Regions from separate parts of the Oryzias latipes genome. Here region 1 is linked to region 2. A link is a contact called in public Hi-C data. All regions are on one chromosome and are shown on one strand. The core of a region is the stretch at or near the end of the contact, and the rest is flanking DNA. Distances in the headings are between cores, read along the strand shown. Region 1 holds the start of jag1 (protein jagged-1). Region 2 has its middle 25 kb from the start of btbd3.

Region 1 (4,957 bases), core at 1,957-4,456, 120 kb after region 2:
ATGCACGTCTTAAGAAAATGGTTTTTGGTCAACGTGGGGGAGGAGGGAGCGCTTTGGGCCGCTAATCCACCTCATTCATGTCAGGAGTCTGAATTCCAGCAGGCCTCAATGCCCTGTACTGTGATAGGAGGGGTCGCAAAAGACTAAGGTAATTGGATTGGAATACGGCAGTGATTGGCAGACAAGAAAAGAGATAGCCATCTTTCTCGTGGCTATTCAGCTTTTTTGCGGTTTGACTGGTTGTTTCTCAAACTCAGAGGGACGTAGGGACGGGAAAAGCCCCAGCAGGACTGGTGGAGAGGGGTAGTTTCCTCTGGTGGCACATTGACTGTGTGGTGGAAGCATCACGATGCATGCATGCCCCCCCCCCCCTCAAAGGCCCAGGGGTCATTTGTGTGATCATTACCATAATCACATTAAGGCTGCAGGAGATTAGCGCCAAGGCCTCAGAGGAGAAACCACGCAGACTAAATGCCCAGAGGGAGCGGCGAACATTATCGTCAGATAGCTATCAGCTACATGATCGATGGGAGGAGACGTGGTGAAGAGGAAGAGGTCGAAGTTTTCCAAAAAGGACACCAAAAAATATGAAGGAAAGATTTTTGAGTTCATCTGCAAACCCTGGATGGATTGTTTAAAAAAAATCCTGAAAATTTCTCTCCCATTCAGACAGAAGTCTAACCTCTGGGCAGCTCTTGAAGGCAGCAAACAGGATCTAGACCCCCCCACACACACACACACACACAAACAGTAAACTGTCTACCGTGTCTAGACTCAAGGAAAGAGAGTGAAAGGGCAACAAAAAAAAGAGAAACCTTGCAAAAGGTTAAAAACGACTCTTATTAACCCTAATTACCCAAAGGCTGCATTTCAACGAGGCCTGTAACCTGAGATGTCTATCAGCTCAGAGACTGGGGGGGGGGGGCATCCTTCGTCTTGAAGTTCAACCACAGGAAATGTGACATTTCAAAATCGACTGCACTGATTTAAGATGGAGGAAACAATCCGATTTCCCCTTTGAAAGTGAAGAATAATGATTTTACAGCAGAGAAGAAACAAAGACTGATTTGGATCCGCGTTGAGCTTCTGGCTCATATCTCGAATGCATCTGAAGATCTTTTGTGGCTTCACTGAAAACAACTGTCTTTATTGCATAGTTTCACAGAAAAACCTGAGACAAAATGTGAGCGCTCTCTGCTTATCAGGTGTGAAGGCATACATCTGAGAGGCACGGTACCCTCATAAAGAGCTGTAAAGGGTGGTGGCGAAACGTTGCGTTGTTACTGATTGATTCGCCGTTCACCGTGCAATGCCAAAGTTCCCAACTGGGTTCCGTGGCCGTGACCCACTGAATGACCTGTGTAATTGGTCTGGCACAAATCACCGTTGACAGGGCGTTGTGTGTGTGGAGCCTCAATCACTGATCTAGATCACAGATTACCGTCTCGCAAGTACACCTGGCCATAATTGTCCTTTGACACCAGAGGAGGCGTATCAGTGACCACATCAACATAAAATGAATATTAATGAGTTCTTTCAAAGAGACATCTTTTCTGGTGCGTTATTCGTTTGACTAGTTAATTGGAATATAGTGACTTTTTTTCAACCACCCTTAGCAATAAGTTTATTTTATGAAGTACACTTGAGTATAAGTATAGCAAGGATACTATAGTATAGACCAGTGGTCCCCAGACCCCTGGTTGCAGAACCGTACTGTACATGGGACGTTTGGTATTCGGCCGCAGATGGGAGGAAAAACAAAACCTACATTTTTTCCATTTTGTTTTCTAATCTGACTTGGAAGGAGGTTTTATTTTGAAAAACTACTGGTAACCACCACATCCAACTCATTCTTGACACATGTTAAGTCGCTCAGTCACGTTTCCGAGATCCTTGGGGCGGCTGCACCAGCCGTTAAATTGAAACCTTCAAGCTACCAAAGTCAACAAGAAACAAACATATTTGGAAAGTTTCTTTTAGCAGAAAAGATCCAGCGAGGAAACAGAAGAAGACTTTGATGCCTTCAACTTCCAAATAGAAGAAAACTGCATTTAACAGAAAAAACATTTAGAAAATTGTAGCTTCCACTTTGACGGTCATGGGCTAAGGGAAAATTGATCTCACATCTGAATGGTTTCTACATGAAATCTAGCGTACATTAAAACCAGCTGCAGATATTTTACAGAGGATGAAGATAAGCATTACCCTCAAAAGTTAAGAGAAACAGAGCGGGAACAAAAATTAGTCGACTACTTTTGCTTATATTAGACTGAATCATCTTTGGTCAAGAGAAATCTGGGTGTTAATTATTGACTTGAACTTTAACCTTCACATCTATACCATCATTAGCACTATAATGGGATAAAAGCATTGTCAAAATTAAAGAGAAACAGTCTAAACCAGAACTAGAAAGACTTAACTATGCTTCATCTCCAACAGGTTCAATTCCTGAAACGTAGCTGGACTGATGAGCTGATGCTGCCATCCAGAACCAGGAAGTAGGACCACATCAGTCCTGAACTCAGGTCTTCACACTCCTGTTGCTCAGGGAAAACATTTGGAAACATCTCTGCTTGTGTGGAAGTTTCTCCTTGGTTTAGCACAGAGGAACATCTGTGACATGACGCTCCCATTGGATTGTTTTAATTGTGGTCATTTTTATTTCATCATTATTCGGGCAAGATTAGTTAAGAAAAAAAGTTCTTATTTTCAACTGTGGCCTGGCGGAAAATTGCGATCTTTTAAGAAAGAAAAATAACGTTTTTCTCAGAAACAATTGGGATCATATGGCAATAACAGATGAGCATTTAAACAATTAAAGTAAGAACCTTAGGATCCTAAATTTTTGTTTTTTGTTCACTTTAGATTTATTGTGTATGAATTTTGCAGATTTTCCTCTGCAGAGCTGATTCCAAACATTGAAACTTCCCCTTTTGCATTCCTACATTTACTGCATTTTTCCACAAGGACCAAATGCCCAGAATTCCCACATTCAGCATTTTTCTTTTGATTAAGTTTCTTTTCTTTTTTTTTTTTCCATCCAAGGTCAGTTTTCACATGATTCTACGGTAAAATCCTTGATGGATGCAGATTTGAAACCGGATTATGTAGAGAATGTAAAATATAGATGTTCATACTTTAAAGTTTTTACAAGCTGTAAATGTTACAAAAATGTCAATAGAATTATGAATTTAGATTTGGTAAAATGAGGTTTTCCTAAACTATCTTTTCTCCTCAGCTTTTTTTTAAGTCTTCAGCCTTGGCTGTGATTGTCCTGATCAGAAAGGAGGGGCGGGTCTCATGAATATTAAGGCCCGGGGCCCTCCGTGATCCCTCCCTGAACTTGTGAAGCTGAACTCCAGCTCCGACCAGCAGTCAGTCAGTGAGCGGTGGGATCGGCAGCCGCATGGCTTCTGCGTAAACTTTCCTCAGCAACAAGTGGACACTGTCGGATAACCGGGAGAGCAGGCGCGCGGATCGGCCGTGGGGCGCACGAGGAACAGGTCTTCTATGACTCCCGTGCTCCGCTTCTTGTGAAAGTGTGGTTTCCCACTTGTGCATGCGTAAACCAGCGGGGAGCTGTGGTGCCGTGTCCCGGCCAGAAGACTAGTACAAACGAGTGGCGACAGCAGTCCGGAGGCATGGTTTGGAGACGGGGCTCGGTGGCTGCCGCCTTTCTCCTCTGCTTCCTCCTCAAGGTACGTGAATCTGCTGCCGTGAGCGGCGGAGGTCACCCGGTTCAGCCAGGCGCACGGATGAACCGCTGCCTGCGCGCGCCCCCATACCTGCACAGATCAAAGTTTCCGCTGCGCTCACCTCTGTGTCTCCCTGCAGGTGTCGGAGGGAACGGGCAAGTTCGAGATCCAGATCCTGTCGATGCACAACGCCAACGGGGAGCTGCAGAACGGCCTGTGCTGTGATGGCACGCGGAACGCCGCGGATAGGAAGTGCACGCGGGACGAGTGCGATACGTTTTTCAAAGTGTGTCTGAAGGAATACCAGTCGCGGGTTTCCGCCGCGGGGCCGTGCAGCTTCGGAGTGGGATCCACGCCGGTCCTCGGAGGGAATACGTTTTCTTTCAAGAGCGCAGTGGGGAATGACATCACGGAATCCTTGATAGTTTTGCCCTTCTCTTTTGCCTGGCCGGTGAGTGGAGACATAATATCCCCCCCACAAAAAAATTTTTTTTTTAAAGAAAATAAAAGCCTTTTTGTATGACAGTTAGCTGAGAAGACCTGCCAATCACCCTAATAAAAAAGGTGCATAGAAATCCCAACTACCTCAAACTATTCAGTCCTTGATGAGAAAGGCCCCATGGCTCCTCATTACCTGCGCTAATCCACCAGGTGCAGAAACGTTCCCATCAGGCCTAGACCTGTCCACATACAGGGTGTCAAACCTGCCTCTAAACCAGGCTGTGCTTTACTGAGACCATCAGGTCTAAAGTGGTAGAAACTTCCTTTATGCAAACTGCTTGTTTTAAACATGTCAGCATTGCTTGGCTCCATGCAATAAGTGAGATGAAAAGTTCTTGCAGACTTTTCCTCCTCCTCATCAGTCTCCCAGGCAGCTGGTGGTGTTGCACAGTGCAGCAACTCCAGTGCGCAAACCAACTTTCTGGTTTCTTTAACTGTCAGCTCTTCTTGTGGAGCTGAATAAATGGGCCTGACAGGCCTGTGGGAGTGTTGGAGCCCTGTGAGGGAGATGATTTGCCATGCTGGAGCACATTTCTGTGCAGTGAAAAAAAAAAGGACTGTTCACAGACTGACTGGCCCCACAACTTGGCCCACAAACTCCTCCACTGTGCCTGATAGCTGAAAGGCAGGGTCTGCTGGTATGTGTGTGTCCAATTACATCAAGGCTATTTTTACCCCCTATCTTGTGGATGTTGTTGATGCGACTTTGAGCATTGTACTGGGCTGAAAAACTCCTAAAAGTTTCTGATTTATCCTCCAGG
Region 2 (4,833 bases), core at 1,476-3,975:
CTTCTCTGGCCTGTTCACTCACCATCAAACGCTCCACATACATCCTTTTATTTCCATGCTTGTGCCACAGAGTGAAGCCAATTGAAGGATTCTGTGTTTGTCTGGCGACTCCAGCAGCAGACTGCATCGTTTCCCTTCATGACAGCAGTGTTTTTGTGACTCAGGCATTAAAAGCAACAAGTATCCCCGCACAGATGTTGTGTTTTAACGTCGCCTTCGGCTGCTGGATAGGATCCGAAGCCCAACACAGCAGATTGTAGTCTGAAGCGCCTTGGTAATGTTGCCGGTAATGCAATCATGGCTTCTGATTTTCCACAAGCGCAGCATCAGATGGCATCATAAACGTGCACATATTGCACCTCACTTTTCAACTTGAAGCGCTCTCTGCTGCTTGTGTCAAACCTGTTATGGCAAATGAGGATCAGCGGCGCCTTGGCCTACTTTCCAAACCATCCGGGAGGAAGGAATCAGCATCGGATCTGCTCGGCAGTCTTTAAACAGGGATGCTGGAGAAGCAAGTGTTGGGCTTTACCAAAAATAACTGAGTGTTTACTGTTTCATGTAGCCCACCAGGCGAATACTGAGACTTCTACTGCCACCTAGAGAGGAACACTGGGAAAAGCATGTGCAGCCTGTGCAGTCATCTCCTCTCAACGCTAAATCATTTTTATGACTCAAAGGAAAAAAATGAAAAAGCAGGCTCTCACTTTGTTATCTTAATGCTATAACTCAGCCAGAAATTGATTCTGACCGATTAATAGAAAATAATTTTTCCTTCCTTCCAGCAGCAGGAAAAAGTGAAACCAATTAACATTCACACTCAGTGGATTTCCCCTGTTCTTCTATCCTCCTCTACTGTTTTGACAAGTTACCTCAACGCCCAGGTGGTACGAAAAGAGTTGGCAGAAATTGCCTGGAGGCTTAAAAATGAGTCAGACGCTCAGTGTGAGTTTTTATTACACAAGTAAGCTCAAAACCTGCGTGGAAGAGATAAAGCCACAGTTCATCAGAGGTTTAACAGTCTCCAGATGCACTATCAACATATTTTTAATGATATTTTTTTTCTTCCTATTATCAATTCTCTCCAATAGTGTTGCACAATCATCTTTTTCCATCAGTCTGCTTTAATTAAACCTTTCACAGCAGCAACAAAAAAAAGAGACACAGGTCGTTTTTGGCTAAAGGTGGGAAAAAAGTGACATTAATTTTGACCTTTGTCAGGTGCTGCTGGCGCGGCTTTGCAGAGCCATCTTACAGACGCATTTATCTCTGAGCACACCTTCGACCTAATCCTAATGGCATTTTCATTATCCTTGTAAATGAGCAGCAGGGAGTGCTAAAATGTCTCTCAGCAGCTTTTACGCTGCACACTCCAGCCGACACAGTCATTTTTGAGAATTAAACCCACATTAAAGTCACAAATGATGGATGATTATCTCGTTTTGACCTTATTGTCTTGTTTTTCTGCCCGTGCAGAATAGTAGAACGTCTGGTTCACATTTACATTAAGTCATGCCGGGGTCACTGGGAAAAAGGGAAAGCTGTGTAATTACCGGATTTCTCTAATCTCAATAATCTGGCTGCAAAATGCTGGCTGATTGGGCATGTGGCAACAAAAGCAGTGTGTTTAAATCAACACAAACTGCAGATTTTCTGTGAAAAACCTTTTACTTCTTTGCAGGGAAGTGTATTTCTACTGGAGTATACCTACGTGTTTAAACAGACAAAAGAATATGTAACGACACCGTCAGTGGACATTATTTTAACCGGCACAGTTATGCTGTTAAAATTTTGCAGTTAAAATGAGAAAAACACACAAAAGTGCATAAAAGTTAGCTTTTAGCATGTGTGTTTTTTCATTATTTTGTTGAAAAGTTTAGTTTGTATTTTTTGTATTATAACTCTTTCTGCTTTAAGCTTGATTCTTATTAATTACAGATTTAATATTTTAAATTGATCAGATCTGATCAACTTTTTATCTATAGAGAAATCTGAAGAAAAAAAAATCTTTTGGAGCTTTTCTCTTTGTTGATTTTTGTGCGCCTGCCAGCAGATGGCGGCACTCGCTCACGCTCTTCCAGCATCCACCAGGTGCAGAGGTCATGCAACAGTGCTGCGTCGACCAGGAGAAGGGTCACCTCATAAATTCTTCTGGGGATGCTCCCCTAAGTACCTGGTGCAGCTGCTTCGTGTGAGATTGGCCAGAGGAAAAGGCTGAAGTTCCATTTCCACCTCAGCAAAATGAAATCCAAAGCCCCAGAGATTTGAGCGTGACCTTTGCAGCCTTCACTCCTCTGGAGCGATTACTGAAATATAAGAAGCTGGAGGCTGCAGAAGCCTAATGCTGTGCAGAACTAGAAACATCTGATTCTGAGAAAATTCTATTATTATCATCTAAGTGATTGTAAGTTACCCAACAAGCTGAGGTCAAACAGAAAAGGGAAGCATTACACTGAGATGTGCCGTAGTTTTTGCATTCTTTTGCCACAAAGGGGCTGAACGCCCATCTTATTTGTTTGAACAGGAATTCCTTTAGTTCACTTCAGACCTGTGAGCATTTTATTGGCTTGTGTGGGATTAGGGCAGGAAACCAGAGCTAATGCCCCATCTCCCACTTCAAACGGATGCCAGGCACCCTTAAATGTCAGGAGGTGGTTAGAGAGTTGCAGAAGAGAGGTGGTGGTGGGGGGGGGGTTGAAGAGTGAAGAGCCGTGGCCGGCTGGCAGACTGACGGGGAGAAATCCAGCCACACCGGACTCTCCTCCCAGCTTATCGGTGTGTACTTGATGGAGCTGCAGCGAGGCTGCTAAGCCAAACCAGATGCAGTCTTAGCTGCTTTGTGCCACGGTGTGTCAGGTACAGCAACCTGAGGCGCCGTGGTCGTATGGGAGGATGTTGCCGTGCAGCTGAAACCTATTGCAGATGTTCTGTGCTTGGCTGGTCCTCGGAACAGCTTCTCTGAAGGACGGTTTTGCGGTGGCTCTCGTGCTTCTTGACGACAAGCACGGGTTTATGGCCGGACTATCAAAGCTTCAGAGTGTGTATTCTGGGTGTTTTGGTCACTGGGAATCCTGCTGCGTCTTTCTAGTCTTGCCAGCAGTGGCGTTTATAGGATTTTGTCTCATTTTCTCCAGTGTTAATTTATTTCCATGACACATTCTCTCCCTCTTTTCGGTGCGGCTTCGTTTTACTGAGCCGTGAGTTTCTCTACTCTACAGATCAGACTGGGCTCGCTTTCTTGCACAGTTGTTTTGACACTGAGCACGATCTTTATGCGCTAATTTTTCTTTCCCCCCTTTCCCATTTTGTGTCGCCTCTTCCTCTTTCCGAGTATGAGTCCACGCCCTGCTATTGCACCGCTCTGTGGTTTTGGATCACTTTTCGGACTATTGTTGCTCTCAGAGGTATGTCATTATGGTTCATCTGTGTCAGTGGATAGATGAACATGTTGTGACGTGGTTCACTTCCATTTCCCATGCCTGTGACTAAGTAGTTCAAATCTCCAGCTTGCCAGAATCAAACTCCTCCCTCCCGTGGCTTTGTTTGGTGAGCAGAAATGCCTTTTCTGTCATTAGCAGGATTTGGTCACAAATTAAGTCAAATATTTTGGTGACTGACCAGTGATTTATTCTGTTTTTTAGGGAAACCGGCCTCATCCTTCTTAGAGCTGCAGGGTCAGGATTTGATAGCTTCTGTATCATCTCTTTCACTCAAAATCATCGGCTGCTTCACGAAGGAGAATATTTTCCATTACTGAGGCGTTTCCAGATGTCAGATTTATTTTGATTTTCAGGTGGATTCCATAGCAAAACTCGTGCAGGCATGTTAATAAAAAGTGAGGGAAAAAAGGCAAACATCTCCCCTTGCTGCGGGTCTCATTTATTTGATCTCAAATCTAAGTAATGTCTTCATTCTTTTTCTATAAATTAAAATCAATTTTTTTATTTTTTATTTTTATTTCAGTCAAGTCTTTGGCCAATTCCGGTTGAGCTGGAGCTGCACTCTCTGTCCCCCCATGCCTCCCTGCTCTCTGGCTTTGGGGGGCCCCCGTGGCGGTCCTGCTGGCCCTGGCCTCGGTGGCAGATGTAATCACCCGGGGGGGCGGTTGTTCTCTACCTGCTGCTGTGCGGGCGTTCGGGGTTCTGGCTGCTGCACCTTCTGCGGCGGGGGTCTTGGTGTGGGGATGGCTGGGCACTCCTCCTTCTTTTTACATTCCATCATCCATTTTAGAAGAACAAACACTTACCTGAGCACAGGTGTTAGCTCACCTTTGCACTAATATTTTGCGTGATTGAATGAAATATTTCACACTTGTTGGTTTGAAGGCATAGGTATGCGTGTGTGAACGATATTTGTATTGTGTACATGTTGACATGTGAACATTTTTGGAGCCAATAGGTGTGTTTATAACATTTGAGTGTGTGTGTGGACAGGCCCCGCCCCTTCTAAATTTGTATTACATCTGACCTGATAACCATCCAGCAACTTGTTGCTTTATGCTGCTTTATGGTTTTACCCCCCCCCCCCCCCCCCCCTATAATCACCCATCCTACCCCCCCCTCTCTAACATCCTCTCTCTTCCTCCTTCCTTTCCTTTTCCGTCCGGTCAAACACAAAAGATTTTCAAATATGATTAAAATAAATAAAGTTTGGCCTCGATTCCAAAAGGGGTTTATTCAGACATACCTCTGGTTTGCCAGAAGATTCATAAACCCTGTTGTTAAAGTATAACATGTCAAACACAAGAGGCCTTCAGCTCTCATCTGTCTGCCCAGCTGTTGGACAGGACAAGTTTGGACAAGACAAGAGGACAAGACTTTGTTTTTAAATCAA

What was found. Hi-C and Micro-C count contacts between places; a contact is called where the count stands out from the background.
Region 1: a Hi-C map of embryo shows a contact between it and region 2, with 2.4 times the contacts expected there. The contact joins the promoter of jag1 here to the enhancer-like site in region 2. A contact is called at or near these places in 2 of 5 Hi-C or Micro-C datasets (both in embryo).

What each region holds. Positions count from the first base shown.
Region 1 is chr15:27,820,148-27,825,104 of ASM223467v1, forward strand. It overlaps jag1 (protein jagged-1), which reads left to right and starts at 3,207. Exons shown (of 26, transcript XM_011484700.3): 1 at 3,207-3,698; 2 at 3,835-4,146. The coding sequence starts at 3,642.
Region 2 is chr15:27,703,571-27,708,403 of ASM223467v1, forward strand. No RefSeq gene overlaps it. Among protein-coding and RNA genes, the nearest start is that of btbd3, 25 kb to the left of the region's middle. Within about 2 kb of position 2,726, at least 1 of the 8 cell types and tissues checked has an H3K27ac peak or open chromatin away from gene starts, as enhancers often do. A contact at or near this core is called in embryo, where this site is marked.